Linked DNA regions of Mus musculus: region 1 is linked to region 2. The links are chromatin contacts, called in public Hi-C maps. All regions are on one chromosome and are shown on one strand. The core of a region is the stretch at or near the end of the contact, and the rest is flanking DNA. Distances in the headings are between cores, read along the strand shown. Region 1 holds the start of 9530082P21Rik (RIKEN cDNA 9530082P21 gene). Region 2 holds the start of 1600012H06Rik (RIKEN cDNA 1600012H06 gene).

Evidence for each region. Hi-C and Micro-C count contacts between places; a contact is called where the count stands out from the background.
Region 1: a Hi-C map of B cells shows a contact between it and region 2, with 5 read pairs. The contact joins the promoter of 9530082P21Rik here to the promoter of 1600012H06Rik in region 2. A contact is called at or near these places in 1 of 39 promoter capture datasets (cranial neural crest) and 1 of 484 Hi-C or Micro-C datasets (B cells).

Annotation. Positions count from the first base shown.
Region 1 is chr17:23,743,760-23,750,950 of GRCm38.p6, reverse strand. 9530082P21Rik (RIKEN cDNA 9530082P21 gene) reads right to left here and starts at 1,715. Exons shown (of 3, transcript NR_015472.2): 1 at 1,241-1,715; 2 at 852-1,150. Kremen2 (kringle containing transmembrane protein 2) reads left to right here and starts at 5,122. Exons shown (of 10, transcript NM_028416.2): 1 at 5,122-5,212; 2 at 5,848-6,016; 3 at 6,234-6,408; 4 at 7,107-7,191. The coding sequence starts at 5,926.
Region 2 is chr17:14,939,289-14,946,155 of GRCm38.p6, reverse strand. It overlaps 1600012H06Rik (RIKEN cDNA 1600012H06 gene), which reads right to left and starts at 2,972. Exons shown (of 2, transcript NM_026451.2): 1 at 2,837-2,972; 2 at 217-2,589. The coding sequence starts at 2,543. The coding sequence ends at 1,986. Wdr27 (WD repeat domain 27) reads left to right here and starts at 3,032. Exons shown (of 25, transcript NM_175173.3): 1 at 3,032-3,059. It overlaps Phf10 (PHD finger protein 10), which reads left to right. Exons shown (of 12, transcript NM_024250.4): 12 at 972-1,162. The coding sequence ends at 1,057.

The DNA of each region.
Region 1 (7,191 bases), core at 466-2,965, 8.8 Mb before region 2:
CCCCATCTCTTACTTAACTCAGAGACAGTTTAATTAATTAGAGACTATAATTAATCTGCATCAATCCCTCCACCATCTCCACACAGTGTGACATAGTCAGAGAAGAGTGTTGGTGCATGCAGGGTTACGTCTACACTCCAGAGAACTGGCTGGTGAGCCTGTGCATCAGCAGGGGCAGGAATCACTTTCAGATTCGACTTGCCATGGCCTAACTAACCTGCCATTACTAATTCACCCTCCCTGACCCAGGGAAGCTCAGCAAAAAAATAATGAGGTGATCCTGGGTGATCTCAGGAGTCCAGGTCACAGTGGACACAGGGGGCCTGCAGCAGTGTCCTGACCCAGAAAGTTCCACAGGCTTACTGCTCACCAGCCAGGGACCCCTGATGTGCTTCAGTAGGCCCTGCCTTCTCTGGTGCCTGGGCTCAGCCAAGAGAACTCAGGGACTACAAAGGGTGAGATTGCAGTGGCCCTTGCCATGGTCCCAGGAAGGAGCCAGCTGGGACATGAGACCCCAAAGCTCTGCCTGGGCAATGACAGAGATTTGGGGAGTGGAGGTCAGACATAGCTTCCTCTGCCTGCTGAGACATTCATTGGCCACTCGCGAGGGCCTTGTGCTTTTGCTTCTAGTCCATGGCTCCCCTTTGGGTCACAGTGTCACCCCTACCGCACCCCCAGAGGAACAGGCTACTGCTAAGATGGAGTAACCAGGGCCTTGACTTCTTGAGGTGACTCTGGGGAGAGAAAGCCTTGATGCCACAACCCAGAGACAACAGACAGTTCTGCTAGTGTGTCCCCTCCCTCATGCCTGACACCCGAGGGATGAGGATCCAGCCCTCACCCCACATTACCCTCCTCCCATGGATTCAATCCTTCATCCACATTAACAGGTGCAGGGTGCTTGGCCAATACCACGACCTCCTCTGAAACACGGAGGTCTCTTCAGACCCAAAGCCGAGGGGCTGTCCTGGTACCAGTAGGGTCTTCAGAGGGACAGTAGGGAAGGCTGTAGAGGGCCATGAGGCTCTGAAGAGAGGGTCGCCAGCTGGCCCTGACCCGGGCTGTGGATGAAGACAAGCTGTAGCTCTCTCCAGTTTGAGGACACCTCCAGCCCTCATGGCAAGGGCTGCTGGCATCTGGACCTCCAGGCCTGGGCACAGAGAGAGTCATGAGAAAGAGAGGAGAAGGTTCTAAGGAGATGGCTGTGGGCAGAGGCATGGAGTCAGGAGAAGGAAGGTACCTCTTTGAGACAATGGTAAGCCAACGCCAGGAGGGCCAGGAGGGCCAGGACACCAGCAGCAACTGGGACCCCCACAGGCATTTGCAGCTCCCAGCTGGTGCCGTAATTTTCCTGCGGAAAGAGAAGACAGAGTCAGAGGTCTGGGGAAGCAGGACGAGAGAATGGGCAGGATACAGTTCCTACCTTTCTGCTCCAAACCAGCGGACTCTGAAACCAAGTCATGGTGGTTCCTCACCAACTACTGTTGGGTCTCCAGGATCTTCTTCCCAGAGGTCCCCACACCCCTGACACCCCCTCAAGTCAGTCAGTGTAGCAACCACCAGGCGAAGTCTGATTGCAAATGACTGGACAGGGCCTTTCTGTTTAGCCATCTCATCCTTCGAAAGTGAAACCTTTCCTTCCCAGGCCTCCTGTGAGGGAGGGGCAACGAAGAACCAGCATAACCCATAGCCCCAGGTCAGTAGCCGCCCTTCCTGAGAGGCCCCTCCAGAAGAATTTTATGGCTGGAGCAGACAAACTGACTCCACCTCTCAGAATTACCAACCTAGTCCAGAATGGCAAATTCCAATAAATCACCGAGAGTTCTCTGGAAACAGTTCTCTAGCACCCCCTAGAGGCTGGAGGCAGATGTAAATAGCAAAGGTAGCTACCCTCTGTGCCTCCCAGAGGCAAGACTTGCAAAACTGCTGGACACATATTTCCCCAACTGTGGCATCCCAGTAGGGAAACTGAGGCAGAGGAAGCTCAAGAAATTTAGATGAACAAAGTCATGGGTATCCATGGCTGAGTGTTCCCTAGCCCCGACAGGCTGTGAGCACTTATGACAAGCCAGCAGCAGCTTATGTTACAATGAAGGTGAGTGTGGGACTGGTGATATGGCTCAGCGGGTAAGAGCACTGACTGCCCTTCTGAAGTTCCTGATTTCAAATCCCAGCAACCACATGGTGGCTCACAACCACCCGACAAAGGGATCTGACGACAGCTACAGTGAGTGTACTTATGTATAATAATAAAAGTCTTTGGGCTGGAGCGAGCAGGAACTGAGTGATCAGAGTTGACTGGAGCAGACAGAGGTCCTAAAAATTCAATTCCCAACAACCATATGATGGCTCACAGTCATCTGTTCGGCTACAGTGTACCCATATACATAAAATAAATAAATCTTTTTAAAAAAAAAAAAGGTGAGCGTCGTACACTGAGGCAGCCGAGGCAGCCCTCTCACTTCTCACTGAAGTACACTGAGGCAGCCCTCTCTCTCACAGTTGGCCAGGTGGTGGTGCAGACAGAGGAAACGGACATGGTATAGCAGTAGGCTTTTGAGACCCAAAGCATCAAATGGCACCTACACAACGTCTTACTTATGACCTATGACCAAGGAAGGTGTGATTCAGAGAGGAAGGTGTAATTATCGGGAAGTGAGAAAGACAAGCAGACTCTGAGGTGGGGGAGGGGAAGTGTGAAAGCAGGCATGCATGCAGAACACCACGTGCCACCGCTGAGAGACCCGGATATCCAACTGAGAATTGTGGGGTTCCTTTTGCTGAGTCTGCATTGGCATCTACCCTCACTCTGATGGGCTCAAATGCACCCTGGGAAATGTCCTGGGGTAATGCCACCCAATGTCTCTCTCTACACACACACACACACACACACACCTTGAGCTGGACAAACCTGATATCATGTGCTTCCAAGGAAATACAAGCAAAGGCCACCCACCCTCATGTCCAAGTTTTCTGTTCTTGTCTCTCTGCTGTCGCCACATAACAAGTATGTGCAGGTAGTGACAGATCAGGAAGCTTCTTTGTTCACCAGGGTCAGGGTCTTAGGCACTGTGACCCTATACTAACTTTCAGTACTTTGGTTTCTCCAGCTGTGAAAAAGCTCTCCCAGGGAGCCTGCAGTGGGATCGCAGCTCTCAGTGGAGGTGTGGGGAAAGTAATGGGACTTATGGTCCTGGACAAAGAGAACTAGAAGGTGGGCATGGTGGCCAACACTTTTAATTCTGTCATGCAGGGGGCAGAGGCAGGGGAATACTGTGAGTTCCAGTCCAACATGGTCTATTATGGCAAGCTCTAGTCCAGCAGGGCTACAAGTAAGACCCTGTCTAAAAATATATAATTTTTTTTTCTAAAGAGAGAGCTGTTGGGTGTGGTGGCACACGCCTTTAATCCCAGCACTCGGGAGGCAGAGGCAGGTGGATTTCTGAGTTCAAAGCCAGCCTGGTCTACAAAGTGAGTTCCAGGACAGTCAGGGATACACAGAGAAACCCTGACTGGAAAAAAATAAAAAAATAAATAAAAACAAAAAGAAAGAAAGAAAGAAAGAAAGAACAAGAGAAAGAAAGAGAGAGAGAGAGAGAGAGAGAGAGAGAGCTACCTGGTGTCCCTCCCTAGCCACATGGTTCTGTGGAGTTAGAGAACCCCAAAGATGTGATAGGAACAACGGTGTCAGTGCCCAGCACCTAGAGCAGACTCTACTTGAAACCAGGCTCCAACACTGACTAGCTAGTGAGCCCATAGTTGCCAAAGGCCTCTGAGCCCCAGTTCATGGACCTGCAGAATGGGGAGGTGCAAATGTTCCCCTAGGGCCATGGGAATGCTGACAAGCTGCTGCCTGCACAGGGCTGAGTGTGGAATGCTGGGGAAGTGTGTGTGTTAGTGGTGCGGGGCATGTGGCCTGTCTTACTTTTCAAAGGTTCCTCAGCCACCCCAGACTGGAACTTGTGGCAGGAACACACTTCCTCTTTCCACTCAGTGTCCCCAGCCTGGTAACTGAATACCATCTCTCTCCCTTGTCCCTTTGCAGGAGACAGGACTGGGCAGATCCATCCTAAACTCTGGAGAGTTGTTTTAAGGCCCACTGTTCGTTGGCCAACTCTGCCATGCATGAGATCATGGACATTCACTTGTGTTCTTCGCTTCTTCCTCCACTGGACTGACCCTCACATAAAACGTGAGGGGAAAACTACAGAGCTTCAACATTCATTTTTGCCCTCCGGTGGAAAGGGAAGGACAGACAGGTCTTCTTGGAGTGTCCTTGTTAGATATCTGGAGGGCTCTGGTAGAGTCAGTACAAGAGGGGGACTCCCGGCTGGATCCTCATCTTGGCTGCTGAGCGAGCTGCCAGAGGAGGCGCCACTCACTAGCCTACAACCTAAAGCAAGTCCGTCTCCTTGGAATACCCCACCTCTATCGCACTCCCTCCACCCCCTCGCAACTTGTGGTAGCCCCAAGAACCTTCGCATGGGGCGCCAGCTACACAACTGTAGGGCTCCCACAGCTAATCTTTGATCTCTGCCACGTACACTTGGGCCTCTCAGAATGCTCCCTGTGAATCTTGTTTCTCCATCTGCTTCAGGACGTGTGTTAGGTGGCAAACGCTCTCAGGACGGTCAGAGCTGGGTCAAGTCAACCTGGGTCCAAGGTATACAGAGGTTAGTTAGTAAAGGGTGGGCAGGCTGGTCTGATGGGCAAGGGGTCTGGACAGGGTAGGGCTGCCTAGAGTCCCCCACCCCCCCATCTCCCTCCCCGGGTCCCCGCCCCCGCCCTCCCACGCACCTGCGCTGGCCTCCCCCCAAGCCCCGGGGCAGCACTGGGAGATCAGAGGACTCGGAGGAGTCGGGCTCAGGGGGAGGGGGCGGGGAATTTCCCCCCACGCTTGCCTGGGCCTGCTCCCCTCCCCCTCCCCTCCAGGTGGGGGGCACCGCTTGGGGAATTCCGCCAAGGCAAGGCTCCGGAGAGCCTGGGCTGGGGTCCTAGGGAGTGGAAGAAATGGAAACGGGAGAGGGGGCGGGCTGGAACCGGGGGCGCAGCTGCCTTCCTCCCCAGACACCAGCTGCCCCTGCCTGTCGTGGACTAAGCGTCCACGATTCCTGTCTGTCTCCCGCGATCAGGGTCAGGGAGTGGCGTTTTCTTATTCAAGCCAGCCGCGGCGGGACCTGGGGAGACAGAAGCGTGAGGATTCCGGGAAAATGTGCGTGTGAGCGTCTTACAATGAATGAATGGATTGAATGGGAGCGCGCGCGCACTTAAATCTGGGTGCCTGTGTCCTTTTGACTGGGTGCAGTCGTGGGAGGGAGCCCTGTAACTCTCCCGTTAGGGTCCTCTAGAGGTCTGTTAACCTGGTATGTGTCCCTCCATACTCTCCCAATAGAACCCACACCGACCATGGAAAAGAAAGAAGAAAGGGTGGGAGGCATGTGTTGGGACGGTGGGGGTCCCGGGGATCAGGCGTGGGAGGCGTCTGGACCTGCTGCCTGCGCTGCAGTCGCAGGCGGGGCTTCCAGCCTTCCCTAGGGGGTGTGGGACAAGAGGGGAGGGACTTGTAGGGACACAAGGGGGGCAGGAGGCAGTGCTTTAGAAACCTGGGTGAGGGAGTCTCAAGGTGCAAGGCACAGTTCGATGGGGTGAGTGTGGGGACCCAGGCAGGACCCAGAGCTAGAAAGCCGAGCCTGAAGTCACCTCCGGCCAGATACCTTCCCTAGAGACCCCTGAAGAGCGACAGCCGGGTAGAGATCCCGGGAAGGTATTTCCTGGTCTCAGACCGGCAGCGCCAACAAAAGTAAGATCAGGACTGACGATCAAAGGACAACGCCCCCTGCTCCTCAGGTCACCTGGGAGATCCTAGACCCCGTGGGTGTCCCAGGCCGTGTTCCGTCCAAGGCACCATCTCTTTGATTAGGGAAGATGGGGACACCACATCTGCAGGGCTTCCTCCTCCTCTTCCCATTGCTGCTGCGGCTGCACGGGGCCTCAGCAGGGAGCCTGCACAGTCCAGGTGAGTAAGGCAAGGTGGCCAGGCCAAAGTCACTGCTCTCTCCTGGGCCCCAGGGAAGGGGTCCCAAAGCTGGAGAGGCGGGACAGCAGGTGGGTGGAGCAGTTGAGCAACCCGAAGGCCCCCTCGGGGATGGGAACTGGGGAGTACTGGCTGGGACCAGGCTTGAGGAGGCCCAGTGGGTGTCCAGACTTCTCCAGATCCCGCGGTTGCCGGGCAGGCTTGTCCGAATGCTTCCAGGTGAACGGCGCTGACTACCGAGGCCACCAGAACTACACCGGCCCACGCGGAGCTGGACGCCCTTGTCTTTTCTGGGACCAGACACAGCAGCACAGCTACAGCAGCGCCAGCGACCCTCAGGGCCGCTGGGGGTTGGGTGCGCATAACTTCTGTAGGTGAGGAGGGGGGTTCTGGGGTGGGTGGGTGGGTGGGAGGGTGCGCTTCAGCAAGGCTGGACCAGTGGTGGCAGGAGGAGGGACAGAGAGGCGTCTGCTCTGGCCTGGTACAGTACCCTCAGAAAGATTTAAGGTGGGCCCTATCTCAAACGAGGTTCGCAAGGTTTGCAAAAACCCGGCTTTTAAAGATATGTGACCGTTTTTTCTGCAAAGCCAGTCAGAGCCAGCACAAAGGCTTACACCCTCAAGAGGCCCTGGGATGCCTTGTCTGGTTGGATCCGCCCCCTGGAATGATTTGACTGGCTCTGCCCTACTTGCTTGAGCAACTTCTACAATCCTTCATATGAGGAGTTCAAAGACACAGCTTTCGTTTGGAGCATTATCAGTCAGGGGCTGGAAAGGGGGCCACTTTTTTGCCCAGCCATAAAGCTTAGGGCTTACGATTTGCACCAGCTGTATGCAAGAGAGTAGTGAGGACCCATTGAAGTCAGGTCAAGTCTAACAACCAGAACAAAACAAAACAAAACAAAAACCTTTCAGGCTCTTATAGAGCCTTTCCTCCTCTTGGAAAAGTCAGCATCCCGGAGCAGGTGGGTGGAGAATGTACTGACAAGAGAGGAACCGGCTCTCTCGGTGGCCACACAGCATAGACCATAGGCCAGAGAGTGGCCTTCTCACTATCTCCCTCCGGACCACAGGAACCCAGACGGTGATGTGCAGCCCTGGTGCTACGTGGCAGAGACAGAAGAGGGCATCTACTGGCGCTACTGTGATATCCCCACA
Region 2 (6,867 bases), core at 1,723-4,222:
AGATCTCCTAGCAGTTTTTTTAAGGCTGCATAAATGGCATGAATATGTTCCAAGTATGATCAAGCTGTTATTGTCCATGTCACAGATACTTGATTTTCATCCTTGCAACCAAGGGACCAAAGGACAAATGAGATGGCAGAAAGCCTAGGTTAGGTTTGGGGGAAGTATAGAATGAGCTGGTGTTTTCTCCTAAAATTCCTAAAGTAACAGCACCAGTCTGTCTCAATGGTTTGGTTTTATTTTTAAAGGTTATCTATTAACAAAGTGACTGCGATGTCTTTACATATGCTAAGAGATTTTTATAAAGTGAGGCAACATGACAATTCCAGATAACTTTAGGATGGACACAGATTCAAATAGTAAATCACAGTAATTCTATTAAAACATTATACAGGTAATTGTGCAATTTGAAGAACTTAGTTGCATAGTTAACACCGTATAGTACTCTATAAAAAAAGGGTCCTGGAAGTCCTTTAGAAATACCCAACTTGAATAGTCACTTAGGTTTTTGTAGTAATTCAGATCAAGTGTATGGGATAGGTGCTAGTTTTAAAGTGCATGGAGAGGGATAGAGAGGGAGAGAGAGAGAGAACACTGTTAGAATAGTGGAGGAAAAGGCCATAGAAAGCCAGCTTCTTTAACATGTTCTACATTAGGAATTGTGTTGTTGAGCTTTCAAAAGCATGATGGTATTTGAATTTTCAGAAGGGTAACAGTAGTTTTGTTTAAGGTACAAATGATTTTTACAATGCCGTTTGGCCATGCACTAACGTTCACACTGCATTGGTTACACTGATTAAGGGTTGTTTACATTCTCTTCCTTGGCTTAAGGAACCAGTCTGTACTCCCTCCCACTGAAAAATCCCAGGGAGTTATCACTACAGATAGCTCAGGAATGAGATTAGATGGTTTGTACTCAGTCCTATAAAAATAAAATTCCACTCTATATTAACTAACAATTTTTCTCCTAGGTCGCTGGATTTGTGACTGTTGTCAGCGAGCTCCCCCAACACCCAGGAAAGTGGGCAGAAGGGGGAAAAACAGCAAAGAGGGGTAAAATAGGCTTTGACCCTCATGTTTGGGATATTTGGTGCCAATTTATTTACAACACTTTCATTTTTATGCCAATAAAAACTTTTTTGAAATTAACGATGACCTTAAACATCAAGTTGATTTATTTCTTTATTAGCAACTTCTACCCTTGAAACAAAGTCAGAGAAATGGCTCATTTCCCCAGGCTTTAATTTCATAGTGTTGTTTTTTCCAGAGATCAGCAGAAAGAGGTAGTAGCAACTTAATTTGAAGTATTTCTTCTTGAATATAACAAAGTTACCACTTGTTATGACTCTGTCTTGACCTGATTAGGTAGTATCATAGTTACCTAATAACCAGAAAGCTCCAATCTGGCTAAGCAGAGGAAAGGGCAAATGGCCCAAGATCTGGTACAACAGGATTTGGACTCTAAATCACCAGCACAGCAACAGTTTGTCAATACTTGCTGCCAGGAGAGCTTGCTTGGGTATCAGGTACCATACCCCTACTGTGCAGAGGCTCTGGGAAGAGCGAACCTGTCACTGCATTTTCCACCTGGCTTTAAAATGTTAAAGACTTTAAAACTCGAAGTGCTGTACTTCATTTAAATGTCTATAAATTCTACAGTCATCAACTTCTGCACCAGCAGTAAAGTTTAATCTGATTTATACAGCCTGTTACTGTAATCTTCTTACTCACCTGACTAACCAAAATGCATTTAAACATTTTATTGAGCAGACTCCTTTTTATAGGAATTTTAATCTCTAAAATATTGTGCTTGCTGCTTTTCCTGCTTGGGGAGTAAACTGAGGTAACAAAACTGTATGGCTTTATTTTTCCATCCTAGTCTAGAAAAAAGTAACCAGAGTTTCACCAGGTCAAGTAGCTAGGTTCGCAGCAAACTGTAATCGCTCTGTGAAAATAAGGGTTTGTGCTCCAGCATATTCAAGGGATCAGAAGAGAATTTCAAGCACCAGTTTCAAAATGCTAATCAATATCGTCCAGAGAACTGATTCCTCCTCTTGGGCTGCCTCTTCTGGAGCGTAAGCCTGCTGCTGACTGGCTCCTGTTGGGTCAGTGAAATAGGCAGCCTCTCCGAATGGGTACTGATCCACAGTTCTGTCATAGTATACCCTCATCTCAAAGTCGCTCTCATGGTGAGAGGGGTGTCCATAAATTCCTATCCCGACCGGTCGCTGGAAGTGTGCCGGTATAGAGACCACATCCTGGCCGCAAGTGACAGACTGCAGCTCATAGTCGTCGAAGCTCGGGTGCGGAGTGCTGTCCGACACGTACAGGTCCGCATCCCCTCTCAGGCTCTGCATCCTGAGAATAATTTTACCCTCATGGTTCAACCGCAAGTAGCTGTAATTCCCGGCTCCTATTTGGCCCTGGACCACGTGCAGAAGGAGCCACTCCTCCGGGACGTCGTCGTCTTCCAAACATTTTACCAGGGTCACCACCTGGGACGCCAGGATCATCAACAGGGCGCGCCTCCAGGGAGTAGCCATCGCTGGGGCACTCAACTCGGGGACTCCCTCATCTGCAGTCGCTGTGCTGGGAAGGTACGGGTGACAGGCGTGACCCGAGGTGCTCGTCCACGCAGACCAAGATTCGTGCACCTGGGTCCCGGGAACCGACGGTGGGGAAGGGGAAGGAGAGAAGGGATAAAGAGTAGGGAACAGCAGAGAGGGAGGAGCAGAGGAGGCGGGTGGGAAGAGGGAAGCGGTAAGAGGGACCTTAGGACAGGCCCCTGGGGGCGCAGGTGTCTGGAGAATAGCGAGGTCGCCAACCCCGAACTCACCGCCACGCCCCGCAGGCCACGCAGCACCCGCAGCACCCGGGCTCAGCCTGGAACTCGCCCCAGCTGGCGGAAAAGAGGCCGCGCCCGGAAGTGTGGTACTCCGGAAGCGAGGGCTTTTGGGAACCAACTCCGGCCTAAGGGACCGGAAGTGAGGTAACGCCAGGCTCTCGCGAGAATAGAGCAGCTTTCCCCCGTAACCATAGCGACGCGGCTGGCGTGGTCGGTGAGTTCCGGGGAAAGTGGGCTGGACGGTCGGTGAGGCTGCCAGGGATTGCAGCTTGCGACAAGCTCCCTTGAGGGGATGACTGGGAAGCCTGCTCCCGGATGGCGGAGGGCCGAGCCGCGCCCGGTCCAGCCTTCTCCTCCCGCGCCCCCAGAGCCGCGCGTGAGTGGCCTCCCTAAGCCCTGCAGCACAAGCCCCTGAGTGCGGGCAGCACCGGGAGGGACACTTTTGGATTTGTCTTAAACCATGACAGAAGGGAAATATAAATTTCAACATGAGAACTACTAGTAAGAAATGATTCCTCCCCCCCCCCCAAGCCCACAATTGCCATCACCCCACCCCCCACATTTTTTTGGGAAGTAATTTAGTAATTAGAAAACTTAGTGTACATTTAATCAAGTTTAGTGGCGAGTTCTTTAGCCTTTGCTTTTTCCAGCTTGGCAACGCGAGCCACAGACTTAGGGCCCAGCACGTTGCCTCCTCAGTGGCGACGGATCTCGTTATATCTGTGATTACAATTGATCCTAATAGCTTCCACCAGCTTAGCCAGAGCACCCTTGTCTTCCGGGTTAACCTATGTGAAGGCAACAGTGGTGCATTTCTTCCTGTGGACCAGGCGCCCCAACCTGGGCAGGACAAGCAGGAAAACCACCAGCTCAATGGGGTCTACATCATGGGCAATCACCACCAGCTGAGCCTTCTTGTTCTCCACCAAGGTGGTGACTATATTGACTCCTGCTCAATGGACAGGTGGTCTCTTAGTTGGGACGTCGCCTTTGCCAGCAGCTTTCTTCTCAGCAGGGGCCAGTAGCCTTTGCTTCTTTTGCGTTGTCTCTGGCCTGTACTTGTGGGCAAGCTGTTTGCCTGTCCAGGGCCTGGGTGAACTGGTTAATGGCAGGAGGGACTTTGAGCCGCTTGTAGAGGATGGCTCTTTGCCGCTGCAGCATGATGTAGCGGGGCCATTTGATGAAGCGTGTAAGATCTCTTTTGGGCTGGATGTCCTTCCCAAATGGCGAAATTCGTGGGCCTTTTCTCAAACTAAGGATTGACCACTTTTTTGGCCTCCTGGTCCTTGACACCGGCGATGCTCAGGGTCACCTTCTTCCCTTGGCTGTCTTTCCTTTAGGCATCTTGCTTGGCTGGAGGAGAAAGCATGCACACAGTTCTTAAGACTAGATTTCATGTCTGGAGACTTTTCCTGGTTTATAAATGGGTGGAAAGGCAAGAAGTTCTTTGTCTCATTTTACAAGAACACCAATCGCATCAAGGAGGTTCCACATTCAAGACCGAGATTACCTCCCATTGTCCCTCTGAGCCTTAAGACCATCATCACCTTGGAAGACAGAGTTCAATATGGAATATTTGTGGGAGACACATTTAAATAAGAGCATTAGGTAATACATGCAGTATAATGGCCCAAAAGTTCAAAATTAGTAGGCCAACAAAAGCAGGATACCAGTTACTTCGTAGCTTACAAGAAAAAAAAAAACCAAACAAACAAACAACAACAACAACAACAAAAAACCAACCAACTCCTAAGTATAAAGATAGGATCTTTCATCATATTTGATAATTTAGGAAAGAACCTGAAACCTTATTAAGAACCTAAGTGTCATTTTGCTGTTTTATGTCACTCTGTTAGCTATAGCTATTTGTTAGTGTTATCCTCAATGTCTAGGTCTTCAGGGTACTGGAATTGGAGCTCAATTCCTTTCCTAGATAACGTGGAGAACTTTATCTTTTGATGTAAGTGAAGGTTCAAGGGTATTTTTACGATGCTGCCATTTTCTGTGGGAGCCCATCAGCTGTTGAATTGCCTATTATGGTTTCTAAACGCAAGAATGAAGTGACCTGATTCTACCTGTGTAGCTACTGAGAAACATTTTTCATATTGTATAATCAGAAGGAAGCAATTTTATTTCTTAAGAATACACATATAGAAGGAACTAGTTTTAGCCGAGATGCTCCTTGAGTTAGAGCAATCGCATGTGTACTTGTGTGTAGTGTATAGATAGCTCTTAGTATATCCGAGACGATTGCTCTTTTCTACTGACTTAGCTTTAGAACCAGAGTGCCTTTATCTTTCACTCATCAATGCATTTCTTGAGTTGTTCCCCTTGTCTCACACACACTGTAGTCTTATTATCTGTCTGATGTTCCTGTGTGTAGGATGTCTGGGATATGCTATTCCATGTTATCTCTGAGGAAACACAGTAAGACAGTGGGTCAGGATGGAAGACCCAGCATTACTGCTGTGGCACCTTCACTAATTAAATGGTTAATTCTCTGTGTATTTTTGTCATTTAAAAGTTAATTCCCATTGTGAGGGTGAGTTCAGTGCTGTACTATATAGCCCTGGTATGCTAAACAGTCTCTTGGTTCTGCATAGAACCTGTGTTGGCAACCAGGCCCTCCTCTCCTCCCAGGCAGCTCGCAGGCCTCCAGACCTCTTTCATCCTGTGGTGCCACCTTTTGTAGCCACCCCTCCCACCCGCCCAGACTTTGTATTTAACCACTGTTGAGAGTTATGTAGGTGAGACTTCCGAGGGCCAGGGTTATAAAGTGAGATCTGTTACTCATGCTTCCTCCTGCTGCCCAGGCTAGAGCACAGCCACATGGTTGTACCTGACTACAGGGGAGCTGACTAATGATGGTGAATGTTTTCATAATGTCAAATTCTGAGTCCTGCGCGCTGTTTGTTTGCTTTCTGCTTTTACTTTTAAAGTTTTTGTCAGTATAAGACTTCTACATGATCAAGTCTGTCAGAAGTCCAGCATGAGGGCTGGTGAGATGGCTCAGTGGGTAAGAGCACCCGACTGCTCTCCCGAAGGTCAGGAGTTCAAATCCCAGCAACCACATGGTGGCTCACAACCATCCGTAACGAGATCTGACGCCCTCTTCTGGAGTGTCTGAAGACAGCTACAGTGTACTTACATATAATAAATAAATAAATCTTAAAAAAAAAAAAAAATTATAAAAAAAAAAAAAAAAAAAAAAAAAAAAAAGAAGTCCAGCATGAGACTTCACCCCTACCTGAAGAACTATTGGCAACTGATAGCTTCTAGGGGAGAAAGAGTAGAAAGTATCTTCCTTTGGGGGTGTGGCCACTGGTAGGTGTTCATGCCCCACTGAATAGCCCTGATCCATGCATACACTGCTTGTTCTAATTGGACACCATGGGTTATTTTAAAAAAAAAAAACAAAAACAAAAACCAAAAAAACAGGACAGGAAGATAGGAGGAGATTTGTTTGTGGCAGAGCCCAGAAGGAGTTGGAGAAGAGGGAGAAAGGATCAAAATATATTGTTTAAGTATATGGAATTCTCAAGGAATCAATTTAAAGTACTATGTTAAAAGAAGACATTGCTCTGTGTCTGTGACATTTATTCTTTGTTGCCAACTGACCACATCTGGACTGTACTAAAACCCAAGTGGCTGGATACACTTGGGAATTTTCTTTAATCATCACAAGTGGGAAGACCCACATGTAAACCTTTAAACTTTTAAACTTTTAAAGGTTTTATGCAGTCTGCATAAAGGACATGGAAGAAGGAAGTTCTTCGCCCTTCTCCTGCTTGCCCTCCCTCCCTGGCTGGCGACTTGAATCCTAAATGGGCACAAGTACCTACTTCTTCAGGATTTCAGCTTATACTGAAGACATCTGAGACACCCAGCCTCACTGACTGAACGCTACTGGATTTGTGGACTTTCTATTTGTTGGCAGCCATTGTTGTTTAGCTAGACTACAGGCTGTAAGCCACTTTAATAAATCCCTTTTTTTATGTGGATTTGTTCTCAGTTCAGTTGCT